Linked DNA regions of Mus musculus: region 1 is linked to region 2. A link is a contact called in public promoter capture Hi-C data. All regions are on one chromosome and are shown on one strand. The core of a region is the stretch at or near the end of the contact, and the rest is flanking DNA. Distances in the headings are between cores, read along the strand shown.

The links. Promoter capture Hi-C pulls out the DNA fragments that hold promoters and counts their contacts.
Region 1: a promoter capture Hi-C map of hematopoietic stem and progenitor cells shows a contact between it and region 2. The contact joins the enhancer-like site here to the promoter of Zfp560 in region 2. A contact is called at or near these places in 4 of 39 promoter capture datasets (the C10 cell line, cranial neural crest, hematopoietic stem and progenitor cells and 1 more), 3 of 484 Hi-C or Micro-C datasets (CD4 T cells, Sertoli cells and embryonic stem cells), 2 of 115 datasets of contacts at active chromatin or transcription factors (effector CD8 T cells and memory CD8 T cells) and 3 of 9 other capture datasets (adipose tissue, liver and pancreatic islet).

Annotation. Positions count from the first base shown.
Region 1 is chr9:20,608,386-20,614,594 of GRCm38.p6, reverse strand. It overlaps the pseudogene Fbxl12os. Among named protein-coding and RNA genes, the nearest start is that of Gm51704, 22 kb to the right of the region's middle. Within about 2 kb of position 4,569, at least 12 of the 459 cell types and tissues checked have an H3K27ac peak or open chromatin away from gene starts, as enhancers often do.
Region 2 is chr9:20,380,226-20,387,188 of GRCm38.p6, reverse strand. Zfp560 (zinc finger protein 560) reads left to right here and starts at 2,031. Exons shown (of 7, transcript NM_001004190.3): 1 at 2,031-2,172.

The sequences.
Region 1 (6,209 bases), core at 3,320-5,819, 220 kb before region 2:
CCTGTGGAAGAAAGAATAAATATAATCAATGGATTATTCAAAATTAAGGGCTTCAATAATTATGAAGACAGAAATATTATTAAATCCTCGGTATTCTTATTACATATATAAAACTTCTGCTGTTTTTCCAAGTTGATTGATGAAACCCTAATGTAAGAATCATCTAACATCTGTTCCAACTTTGAAATGGTTCCTAAATGCAGATATGTAGATGCATATATGTGGAAATTCTGAAGCCCAGACCTTCAGTTATGGTCTAATTTTCCATTCCCCTGTACTCAATTTATCCAAAGTATTATTCAATCATATTTTTGTAGATTTTACATTGAGAGATCAATAAATCTATTGCCCATGCCACTGGTGCATATTTTCATTGAACCCATGTAGAAATATGTCTATTGACAGTTATTTTTTGCTTTATCATACATTAGACAGGCTTCTGAAACATGTAAGCCCATCCATGGACTTGGAAAATCAAGTTTTAGGAAAGTATATCTCTCTCTCTCTCTCTCTCTCTCTCTCTCTCTCTCTCTCTCTCACTCTCCCACATTTATTTTGAGGTCGTTAGGGTTTTTATTTATTTGTTTTGTTTTATAAAATTATATATTTTTACTTGTTCACTTTACATCCTGCTCACTTCGCCTGTCCTGGTCCCCGCTGCCCATAATCCTTCCCCATTCCCATTCCCCTTTCCTCTGAGTGGGTCGATGACCCCCTAGTATTCCCCCACCCTGGCACTTCAAGTTTTGTGATGAAACCCAAACTTTTAAGCAAAAATTGACAGTATTCACCATATTAAAATATCAAAGACAGATTTCTTTTGTAAAGAGAATGCCATTTCTCTAAATAATTCTCATTTGTGTTAATTTTCTACCTATGAATTCCCAATTCTTTCATATTAATCATGTTATAAAAATGTTTTAAAGAGCTAGGAAGATGACTTAGCAGATAAAATGATTGCCATGCAAGCCTGACAACTGACGATCAATGCCACAAAGCCGATTCAGTAGCATGCATCTGTAATCCTAGCACTTTAAGATGGAAGGCAGAAACCAGAGACTGGTCAGAGGCTCACGCACTAGCAGGTACAAGAGAGCTGCTGTCTCAACATGGTTAGAGAGAATCAACTCCTGACTTCAGCAAGAGGGAGGGCTATGACACACATTTCCCTTGGCATACTTATACCAGTGTGCACGAGTATGTGCATAGACACACAGACACACACACAGACACACACACAGCACATAAATTAATTGCTTTAAAAATTTGATGTCTACACATGTGGAAATGTGTACTTGGGAACCTTGAAGGATTTGGTTTCATGATGGGTTTCACATTGTTGTATTGCGGGTTTCTGTTTTAAAATGCTGCTCCCCCTACCTATACCATCCTGAGTAAATGCTACGTATTTCTACAGTGGAATCTATAGTCTTTGCAGAGTGTGGAAGCTAATAAACATCCTTGGGTAATTTAACCATTTGCCCACGTTGGAAGTTTGTTCCCTCAAAGTATCTTGGATTTCCCATTCTAAAAACAAACAAAACAAAACAATCATGATAACAAAATGAAGGCTTAGAACAGAGAGCCCTGTTGCAGGAGTAGAAAGCAACAAGTCCTGCCCAGTGTGTCAGGACAGTGGCAGGAGACTAAAGCAGGATGGGTGACTTCAAGGCCAGCCAGGCTCCAGTGTGAGAGCCTACCAAAAATAAATAGATAAAATATAAAAAGAAGAAACTAAATATTGATCATTTTAATTAAGTTAAAACTTGCCAAGGGTAAAATTACGAGTCATAGTTTTAAACAGTTTATTACAAATTGGTTTTCTCTTCCCCTCCCCCCTTTTTTCCAGAGACATGGTCTCTCTGTAGCCCTGGCTGTCCTGGGGCTCTGTAGTCCAGGCTGGTCGTCTTGAACTCAAGAGATCTGTCTACCTTTGCCTTTTGAGTGCTGGGATTAAAGGTGTACACCACCACTGCCCAGCTACAAATCACTTTTTTTTTTAAAGATTTATTTATTTATATGTAAGTACACTGTAGCTGTCTTCAGACACTCCAGAAGAGGGCGTCAGCTCTCATTACAGATGGTTGTGAGCCACCATGTGATTGCTGGGATTTGAACTCTGGACCTTTGGAAGAGCAGTCGGGTGCTCTTACCCACTGAGCCATCTCACCAGCCCCTACAAATCACTTTTTAAAAATGAAAACTGATGGTAAACAAGAACATTATCAAGGAGGAGGAGGAGGGAAGATCTTGACATAGCATAGGACAAAATTGTAAAAACAGAAACATAACAGGGTACTTTGTGAGATCACAGAAAAGTCTGGGCAAAGTGTAAGAAGTTCAGAATTCCTTCCGAGATAAAGGACTGGCACCTGCTGAGGTCAGCTCGGTCTTTGAAAGTTTCATTATAGGACTGGAGATACGTCTTAGTAGCAAGAGTGTTTGCCTAGGTAAGTTCAAGGTTCAATCCCCAATACTGAGTAGAGACAACCTTTCTATATGGCTTGGTGTGGTGGCGCTCACCAACAACTCCAGTACCCGTAAGGTAAAGGCAGAAATATGTAGGGGCCAACCTGGCTGACACACTGAAGCCCTAAATCAAAGGAGACCTCTCCCCACTGTCTGTAAATCTTGCTCCAACCAAGAGATCAGATTGGGTTTGATGACTTCACATCCTACATATAAGGAAACAATGTATTCATGGAAGTGGTTCATTCTGTAGGGAAAAAAAAGGAACAATAAATTTAGGACCCCCTTCTCCCTTTGTGTATTTATGTGTACATAATGTGTATGTTGGTGTATGTGTGCATGTGGACATGCGTCAGGTGCCTTCCTTGATAACTCTCCACCTTTTATACTGAGGCAGGGTTTATTGCTGGACACGGAGCTCATCACTGCAGCCACTGCAGCCGTCTACTGCAGCCCAGCTCTTGTGTCTCTGTCCTCTGAGTGCTTGGGATTATAAGCAGCCACTACGCCTGCCCACTTTTCACCTGAGTTTTGAGGATCCAAACTACAATTTTCATGATGGTAGAGGCAAGTGCTTTATCACTGAGCCATTTCCCTACCTCTGGTGTGTTTTGCAAGACAAGGTCTCATCCTGGAACTTGGGATTCCTGATTAAGAATAGGTTGGCTAACCAGTGAACCCCTGAGATGCTCTCATTTCCACCTCTCAAGCATTGGGATTACAAGTGCATGCCAGCACATCAGCACATCCAGTTTTTTGGGTTTTTTTTTTTTTTTTTTTTTTGGTTATTGTTGTTTTTAAATCTGAGATGGTTTCACTGTGTATCTCTGGCTGTCCTAGAACTCACTATGTCAAACTCACAGAGCTTCTGACTATGCCTCCCAAGTGCTGAGATTAAAGGCCTCAATCACTATACTTTTCTGGTACCACAGTTTTTTGAGACACATTCACACTGTACCTGGAGCTCACTAATTCAGATAGACTGGCCAAGAGCCAAGGACACCCCCAGAAATCCTCCCATTTCCCCCACTCCACCGCAGGAGCTACAGGTGCAGTCCCTACACTTGACTTAAAATTGTACTGAGGGTCTGATCTCAGACCCTCACACTCACCTGGGAAGCAATTACCAGCTGAGCCCCAATCCCTTTTTTCCCCTCTAATTTCTTTATTAGATTTATTCTTTTTATGTGTGCTTTACCTATATGCATGTATGTATGCTCACCATGTGCATATGTGATGCCAGAGATCAGAAGAGGGTATAGGATGCCCCTGAACTGGAATTACAGATGATTGTGAACCACCATGTGCTAGGAATTGAACTAAGGTCCTCTGTAAAAGCAACAAGTGTTCTTAATCTCTAAGCTATTTCTCTAACCAACTAATGATGATGATGATGATAAATTTTTATTTTGTGTATGGTGTTTTGCTTGCAGGTATGTCTGTTTACCACATTCATGCAGTATACTTGGAGGTCAGAAGAAGGCATTGGATTCCCCTGGAACTGGAGTTACATGGGAATTGAGTTCAGATCTTCTGGAAGATCAGCTAGTGCTCTTACCTGTTGATCCATCTCTTTAGCTCCCTTCCCTGTTTGTTTGTTTGTTTTTTTTTTAAGATTTTTTTTTTCTGGGTGGTGATGGTGGTACTCAGCACTTGGGAGGCAGATGCAGGTGGATCTCTGAGTTCAAGGCCACCCTGGTCTACAGAGTGAATTTCAGGACAGCCAGAGCTTTGCAGAAAAGTCCTATCTTGAGAAACCAGAAAGAAATATATTTCACTTTTATTATTTATTTGTGTGTATGTATCTGTTTGTGTGTACACCTGTGTGCAAGTGCCACTAAAGGCCAGAAGAGGGCATCAGATCCCTAGGAACTAGAGTTGCAGGTGGTTGTGAGCTGCCCAGTGTGGGTGCTGGGAACTAAAAGAGCATCAAGCGTTCTTAAGCAATGAGTCATTAATCTAGCTTCTGTATATGTGGGTTTTTTCTTGTTCTTCGAGACAGCATTTCACATTAGGTAATCCAGGCTAACCAGCCCTGCTGTCTGAGCTTCCAAAGTGCCAGGAAGAAGGGTGTGTGTCACTGCTCCTAGCACCGAGGAGCTGTGCTTTCTAAAGAACGTACAGGAAATGCTTCAAAGGGACTAGGCATGTAGGTCACGTTTTTCTAAACATCTAGATGTTTATCTCTGAACCCTAAAACCCAAATTAAGGCTCATGCACATACTAACAAAACCCACTCTGAATCAAACAGAAAATAAAGTGAAACAAAGATACTTGTTCTTTTATGAGAAAATCGACACCAGTATCTTAGAGTACTGTGTATCATCTTCATCACAATGGCGTGTTAAAATTTAGAGGCTAGGTGCTGGATGCGGTGATATAAACCTTTAATCCCGCCAGAAGGTGACAGCAAGTGGCTCTCTCTGAACTCACAGCCAGCTTTGTCTATACAGAGAGTTTCAATTTCACTCAGAGCTACAGAGTGAGACCTTCATCTCAAAAGAAAATTAGAAAGCTTAGCTGCTAGGGCTTAGGGATGTAGCACAGTAGTCCAACACTTGCCTAGCATGTGTAAGGCCTAGGTGTAGCACTCAGATCTGCAAAAACAAACAAAAAATATGATAGATATTCAGTAAATCAAAGGAGGAAATGGATAATTTGCATTCCTAACAGGGTGATGGCACTGATAGTGGACCACATTTTGACAACCAGGATACTATATTAAAACTTACAGGGAGGCTAAGGCGATAGCTCAGTGGATTGCTGTGCAAGTTCGATGACCTGAGTTCAGTTCCTGGAATCCACAGTTGCAGGAGAGAATGGACATGCATACACTGTAGCACATGTATGTCCATGATCACACACATGCATCTGCATACATGTAATTATAAAAAGTAAGAAAACCAACCAAACAAAAATATCTAATATGGGGAGAAGGCTTAATGGACAAAACATCTACTGCACAAGCATTAGAACTGGAGTTCAGGAGCTGGAGAGATGGCTCAGTGGTTAAGAGCACTGACTGCTCTTACAGAGGTCCTGAGTTCAAATCCCAGCAACAACATGGTGGCTCACAACCATCTGTGATGGGATACAATGCCCTCCTCTGGTGTGTCCGAAGACAGCTACAGTTTACTCATATACAATCAATCAATCAATCAATCTTTAAAAAACAAAACAAAATTGGAGTTTAAATCTTCAGACTCTATGTAAAGCCAGGCACAGTAATATTCACATACTCACAAATTATAGAAGTCACCTCATACCCACAATATTCATTTCTAAAGGTTAAGAAATTCACCATCAAGTGGAAACCAAAAACACTATACAGAAAATTCCAGAAATAATTTCTACGATTTATTTATTTTTTTTAAATGTATTTATTGTTCTTTGTGAGTTCAAGGCCAGACTCATCTGCATAGCAAGTTGCAGGCCAGCCAAGGCTACATAGTAAGCCTCCATCTCAAAAAGACCAAAAAACCCAAAAGAAGAAAACCAAAACAAACAATAAATGGGACCAATAAGATAGTTCAGCTCAGCTGATAAAACCAAGCCTGATGAGTTGAGCTTGACCCACTCATACACTCCCCATATGGTAAGAGAGAACCAATACTTGTAAGTTGTTCTCTGACCTCTACAAGTGTGTCATGTGTCTGCACATGTACACACAATCACACAAAAAATAAAATTATGATAAATATGTATAAATTACTGAGATCTGAAGTATGGCTAGTCAGGAA
Region 2 (6,963 bases), core at 782-3,281:
TTGGTCATGTCTAGAACACAGTGTTCACAATACTCCTTTCCATCCTCCAGTTTATATTCATTTAACCCTTGTTTCCTCGATGTTTCATGGGCCTTGGAAAGAAGGATACTGATTTCCTATTTAAGGCCGAGAACTGAAGAGTCGCTTATTCTTAGCACTTTGATCTATTATAAGTCTCTGCATTACCCACTGCCCACTGGGGGTGGTGAGTGAAAGGCCAGGGTTGAGAGGAGCATCAATATATGGGTACAAACATTTAGAAAGAAAAATTAACAAACAACAACATTTAGCAAAGCCAAAGTAGTAAGACACTCCCCTTCCCCAGAGTCTACAGTTTATTCTGAGTCTATTAGCAGGAACAAGAAGATAAACCTACTTTTTCAGGCTTTTCCTACTCATGTCCCCCCAAATTTTCATCTTTCTATTCTGCTTTAGTAAAGATCTAGGAACATACAGTCACTAGAAGAATGTAGTGACAGGAGAGACTGTAAGAGTTACAGTAATATTAAACATATAAAAGCCAGTTGGCAGAAAAAGACTTCCTCATGGAAGTCTTTTTATATAACATGTACAACATATATGAAGCATGCTCAAAAGAAGCCCTCACATACTTAGGAGTGGCAGGTACTATATAAATGTCATGATAAGGGTCATAAGGAACAGATTTCATTTTCTAGGCTCTTTGCTCTCTAGACCACTCCCATTCTCAAGAGTGCTCCTCACCCCCTTTAAGCCCTTTCCTTCCTTTCTTTCTCTTGTGTGTGACCCTATATTCCTGACTAGTTTGAAACTATTTATGTAGACTTGACTGGACTCAACTCACACTGTTTCCGACTCTTGCAAACTCTGAATTTAAAAAAGTGTGGGTCTCAAAAGAGTCCGGTCCCCAATGAAGGAGCTAGAGAAAGGACCCAAGGAGATGAAGGGGTTTCCAGCCCTATAGGAGGAATAACAATATGAACTAACCAGTACCCCCAGAGCTCCCAGGGACTAAACCACCAACCAAAGAGTACCCATGGTGGAACTCATGGCTCCAGCTGCATATGTAGCAGAGGATGGCCTAGTTGGTCAGCAATAGGAGGAGAGGCCCTTTGTCCTGTGAAGGTTCTATGCCCCAGTTTAGGGAATGCCAGGGCCAGGAAGCAGGTGTGGGTGGGTTGGTGAGCAGGGGGAGGGGAGAAAGGATAGGGGGTTTTCGGAGGGGAAAGCAAGAAAGGGGACATTTGAAATGTAAATAAAGTAAATATCTAATAAAAAAAGTGTGGGTCACTATGCCTGGTCCCAATTTTCTTTTAGTTATTATTTTGTATAATGTGGTTAAGAGTGCAGGTGCACGTGTGCCGGCCTGAGGACAACTTGTGGAAGTTCGGCTCGCTCATCGGGTCTTGAACTGAGGTTATCATCAGGCTTGGAGGCAAGCTTCTTTACTCTGTGAGCCATCTCATCCACCCTACTTTCCTTTTCGTAATAAACTGTCTTTACTTCGAAAGGCGTGTTTCTCGTCTAATTCTGTGACTAGAGACACAAGTACCTGGATACTTAAGTGGGTGCATTAAGGCTCACAAACCTAACAGGAGCAACACTGGGTGACGTGTGCGCTTTGACAGGTCTGTCCTGTGTCCACACGGGCACAACTCCAGTCGTTGGTCTGGTTGTCAGGCCAGCAGTCTCTAAATCGAGTTGGGGTAAAGCCACTCTTGGGGCAGGAATCGGTAACTGCCCTGCCTGAAGGGGCGTAAACTCAGGGTAAACTGAAGCGCCCGAAGCCGGAGGACACTTAAGTCGAAGAAAACAGCAGTGACATCAGCCGCCCTCCGCAGTCTCTTACGCTCCAGCCCTTGGTTGCAGAGTTCTTTTTCCATCTCTGTGGTCGTCAACTTGTATGAGACGCTGGCGACACTAAATAAATTCTTGCTCTGAACGTCTTCCAAACAGCCCGCGCAGTGGTCGGAACTGGTCCTGCAGCCCCAGGCCGGGAGCGGAAGTGCCGTTGGCGGTGTTACCTTCCGACTCTTCCGGCGCGAGCTCTAGGGTGTGAAGCTCCTTTGTTCCTCAGAGGCGGGGTCCGCCCCTCGGCGGCTGCACTTCCTCGGGCTGTGCGGGCCAGCGCGGCCGGAACCTCCGCTGCGCGCTTGGTTCTCTGTCTTTATTTTCAGGAATTGGCGAGTTCAGGTGAGTGCGAGGTGAAAGCTGTTGAGAGGGCTTTGCCACCTTGTATTTACAAACGCGTGTGTCGTCAGAAATACGGCATCCTCTTCGCACGTCCCTTATTTGTTTCCAACACTTAGTTACATTTGGGTAGAAAGCCATCTCTTTAGTTGTCGGTGTGCTTGTAAACGCGTGTGTACTGGAAAAACAAAAAACAACAAACAAAACCTTAAACCAGTATTCACTCATTGTAGCGGAATTTCTTAGGCCCTACCTACAGGATTCAAAACAAGGACCTGTAGGAGGAATGGGTGGAGACTATTGAAGTATTCGGGTTGATTTATTTCTGCAAAAAATGTTTGGGTGAGTTGTGTTGATGGAAAAAAAAAATAGCTCTGGCCTTAAAGGAAATAAAAGTTGATCCTGAACCAAATAATGACAATGACCAGAAAAATATGTGTTTCCCCAAAATAACATGTTCCATTGTGGAAGTGGTTACATGACTTATTAGTGTTTTTATTTATTTATTTATGGGTGTTTTATTTGGTCATTTCTTGTATATGTGGATAGTTGGTTATGGCAAAGCGACAAAATTCAGCCTATATTCTTGGGCAGCTTGTAGCAATTGGAGAAGCTTAATATTTAATAAAGGAAATAAATATGAGACTGCAAATTGATGAAGACTCAAAGTTGAGGGCTATATTTTTCCTGTCTTTGTATGGTAATAGGTAAAATAAAGAAAAAAATGGCGATTTAATCCAAAAATACTAGATGTTGGAGTTAGTGATGCTGAAGGGAGTGGGAAATAGTCATCTCTCCCTCTTCCTAAAGTATTAGCGAGTGTTGGGACTGCCTTTTTCAGTGTGTCACCTGAGTCTCTTTGGAGATCATTGTTCTTGTTTGTTAGGATTGACAGAGGCAGTATGATAATGAAAGAGAGAGGAGACCTCAGCAGAAGGAGGTTGTCCTTTCCTGGGAAGGTGGAGAGTGTGTGTCGAGGGGCTTGGGGTTTGAGAGGGCAGAAAAGAGACTGGAAATTTCATCTGTATGTTTGTTCTTTGTAGTCTTAGGACGGAGACATGCCAGTAGTTGCTTTATCATATGTTGAGTGTTTTTGTAAGGTTTTCCCTGGCTCCTGACTGCAGATCATGTTCTCTTCAGTGTTGGCTTTCTAGTCAGTATGCTGAGTCAGGAGTTTCTCAGCCCCTCTGATGCCCTTTACTTTAGATTATTAACTCGCCAGTGTAATGTTACACTCGTGTTCCTGAAGAAGTTGGGTCTCGCCGCAGCGCTCTTGCTTGCAATGATAGTGCTTGATGACAGTTCTGTTAGGTCACCTGGAAAATGAGTACTATTTCACTTTGGAGGTGGAAGCAAACTCTGCTGAGAAGCTATTGAAGTAGACACTACAGAATTTATTGGAGTTCAGTAATTACCAGATGTCGAATGTATGGAATCAGTAATTTCACGAGTATTGCTTCTAGGGGGCTAGGTGGTGGTACCAGCAAATCAAGGTTATAGTAAGATGTTAATAGATGCCCTTTAATATTTGGATTTCAGCAAGCAAAGTTGGCCACAGATGGAGAAACAATAGAGATAGATAATCACCCTCCTAGAATTGTTTTTAATATAAAATTTAACCCTAAGCTCCCTATTTTTGTGTATTGTCTCTCTTAGTTGTTTTAACTAGGGATCTATGCGACCATTTTATCAAGCCAACAAGTAGGAATATCTTTGATTTTATTTTACTGTCTCCTATATTAGAAGGTTTAAGGCCAAAATGGAATGCTTTTCTACAGTAAACACTATGACTGTGAGAAATCTAAGCAAGGATAAAGTTCAAGTAAAGCCTGTGTATTGTTTTCTTCTGTATTTATTCATTAGCTTGAGATGTTTCAATTTAGTGGGATTCCCCAGGCATAGCTTTAATCTAAAAGCAAGATTGACTGAACTCATGCATTTTTAACTGATATGTTTTAGCAAGAGCTAAATCATAAAGATACATCCCTGTCCCCTTAATCTGAATCAAGTGGCGATGTATATGACCTGGCATATAAAAGTACCATTTGAGGATTTAAATGAAGAACTTGAAATTGAGAACACTGTTGCTCTCAGTTTGTGTATATTTCAACTCCCTTTAGGTTGATGGTGTCTGTGTAGAGTGGGGGCTTATATAGGCCATTTAAGAACTTGTCTTGTTAAATACCAAGAAGAAAGAATTGTTGGTACCTGGAGATACATGCCATTGCTATTTATTTATAATATTTACTAACTGATTTTATTTACTATTTTTCTTGATACTTAGGGATTGCATATTTTTGTGTATGATGCACTATTTGAGCAGCATTTGTACAAGTGTAATGACCAGATGAGGATAGTTGGCTTGTCTGCAGCCTCAAACATGTTTCTTTTGTGTTAGGAACATTAGAAATCTTTTTTGTCTTTATTTGTAAGGATTTTATTTGTTTTTATTTTTGCATATGAGTGTTTTGCCTACATGTATGTATGAGCATCACATATATTCATGCTTCATTCTTCTCATTCTTTTTCCTTCTTCCTTTTTATTCTTTTGCCTTCTCTTGACAGAGAGCCTGAACCCAGTCTTTTATATACTGAAGCTACATCATCAAAGCTTTGACCATTGTTAACTTTAAAAAAAAATACTTAAATTTACATAATTTTTATGAATCCTGAATAATTAGTCCAAGTCCACGCTTCCTTAAAACAGAAACTAAACACAAAGTAAAGGCATATTTCCTTATAGTTTTTACCCAGCCTGTTCTTCATGGGTAGCTGCACACAGCTCTTGGAGTTTCCTGGTACAGCAGACAGCAGTCATTAGTAACTACTTTCCTTTTAAAGTTTCTTTTTAAATGTTTCTTCTTTTTATTCGTTTTTAAAAAATTGGATATTTACTTACATTTCAAATGTTATCCCCTTTCCTGGTTTCCCCTCTGGGGAAAACCCCCTTTCCCATCTCCCCTTACCTTGCTTCTATGAGAGTGCTCCCTCCCCCAACTTATTCCTCACCACCCTAGCATTCCTCTACATTGGGGCATTAAGCCTTCACAGAACCAAGGGCCTCTCCTCCCATTGATGCCAGATAAGGCCCCTTCAACTCCTTCAGTCCTTCCCCTAACTCCTCCATTTGAGTTTCCTGTGCTCAGTTGATGGTTAGCTGTGAGCATCCGCATCTGTATTGGTCAAGATCTGGTAGAGCCTCTCAGGAGACAGCTGTATCAGGCTCATGTCAGTACTTCTTGGCATCCACAATAGTGTCTGGGTTTGGTGTCTGCATGTGGGATGGATCACCATGTGGCACAGTCTCTGGATGGCCTTTTATTCAGTCTCTACTCCACTCTTTGTCCCAGTATTTCCTTTAGACAGGAGCAATTCTGGGTTAAAAATTTTGAGATGGGTGGGTGGCCCCATCCCTCAAGGGGTGTGTGTGTGCCTAACCTCTGGATATGGTCTTGACGGGTTCTCCCTCTCCTTTGTTGGGTATTTCAGCTAATGTCATCTCTGAGGGGTCCTGGGTGGCTCTTATTTTCCTGGCAGCTGGGGCTTTCTGGTTGCTACCCCCAGTTCCCCATCCCCCATTGCTACACACCTTTATTTAATTTCCTGACCCTCTGTATGTCTCTTCCATCTCTTCCCATACCTGATTCTTCCCCTCTTTTTACCCCCCCTCCTCTCTTCTTCCCAAGTCCTTCCCACCCTCTACCTTGATCTTTTTGTTCTCCCTTCTAAGTAGGACTAAAGCATCCACTCTTTGGTCTTCCTTTCTCTTGAGCTTCATGTGGTCTGTGAGTTATATTGTGGGTTTTCCACGCTCTTTGCCTAATATACACTTATCAGTGAGTACATACCATGTTTGTTCTTTTGTGATTGAGTTACCTCACTCAGGATGATATCTTCTAGATCCATCCATTTGCCTGCGAATTTCTTGAAGTAATTGTTTTTAATAGCTGAGAAGTATTCCATTGTGTCAATATACCAAATTTTCTGTATTCATTCCTCCATTGAGGGACATCTGGGTTGTTTCCAGCTTCTGCCTGTTACAGGAAATATTAAAAATGGCCCCACCCCACGCTATACCCCTATTCTTCCCCTAACCCCCTATCTTCATCTTGCTGCCTCCATGGCTAGCCCCAGACGGTGGTCTTCCCAGCTCCAGTTTGCCTGTCTCAGAGTCCCTTGTACCTCCCTAGCCATCCTCCACCTGCAGCTAGTCGTCACAAATCCCCTTAACCCAGTAAATCAAAACTCTAGAAGCTTATAATTATCAGTCACTTTTATATGTCAATAAATTTTCAATTCACAAGATGCCCACGTAATAATTTTAGAGCCAATTGATAATGATACAAACTGCATATTTAGATTAGACAAGTTATCCCAATTATTCTATTCTTTTATGATATTCATAGCTACCTGTGGCTATTTAAAGCCACATGGAATCTGGATTGTCATTCTCTTCCTCCATTTTCCTCCTTCTCTTTTGTCCTCTCTTTCCCATCTCTAAAAATCTCTGGCCGCCTTCCTTTTCCACTGCCCAATCACAGGCTTCTTGTTGTATTAATGTTTAAATTAATTGGGTGGAAAATTCTGCTACACCTGGCTATTATAAATATGGCTTCTATGAACATATTGGAACATGTTGAAGCATCTTCTGGGTATATGCCTAGGAGTGGGTCCTTAGGTAGTACTATGTCCAAATTTCTGAGGAACTACCAGACTGATAGTAAAGTTTCTTTTATGAATGAGGGTGTCCTTGCATTTGGAGCATAGATATTCAGAATTGAGAGTTCTTCTTGG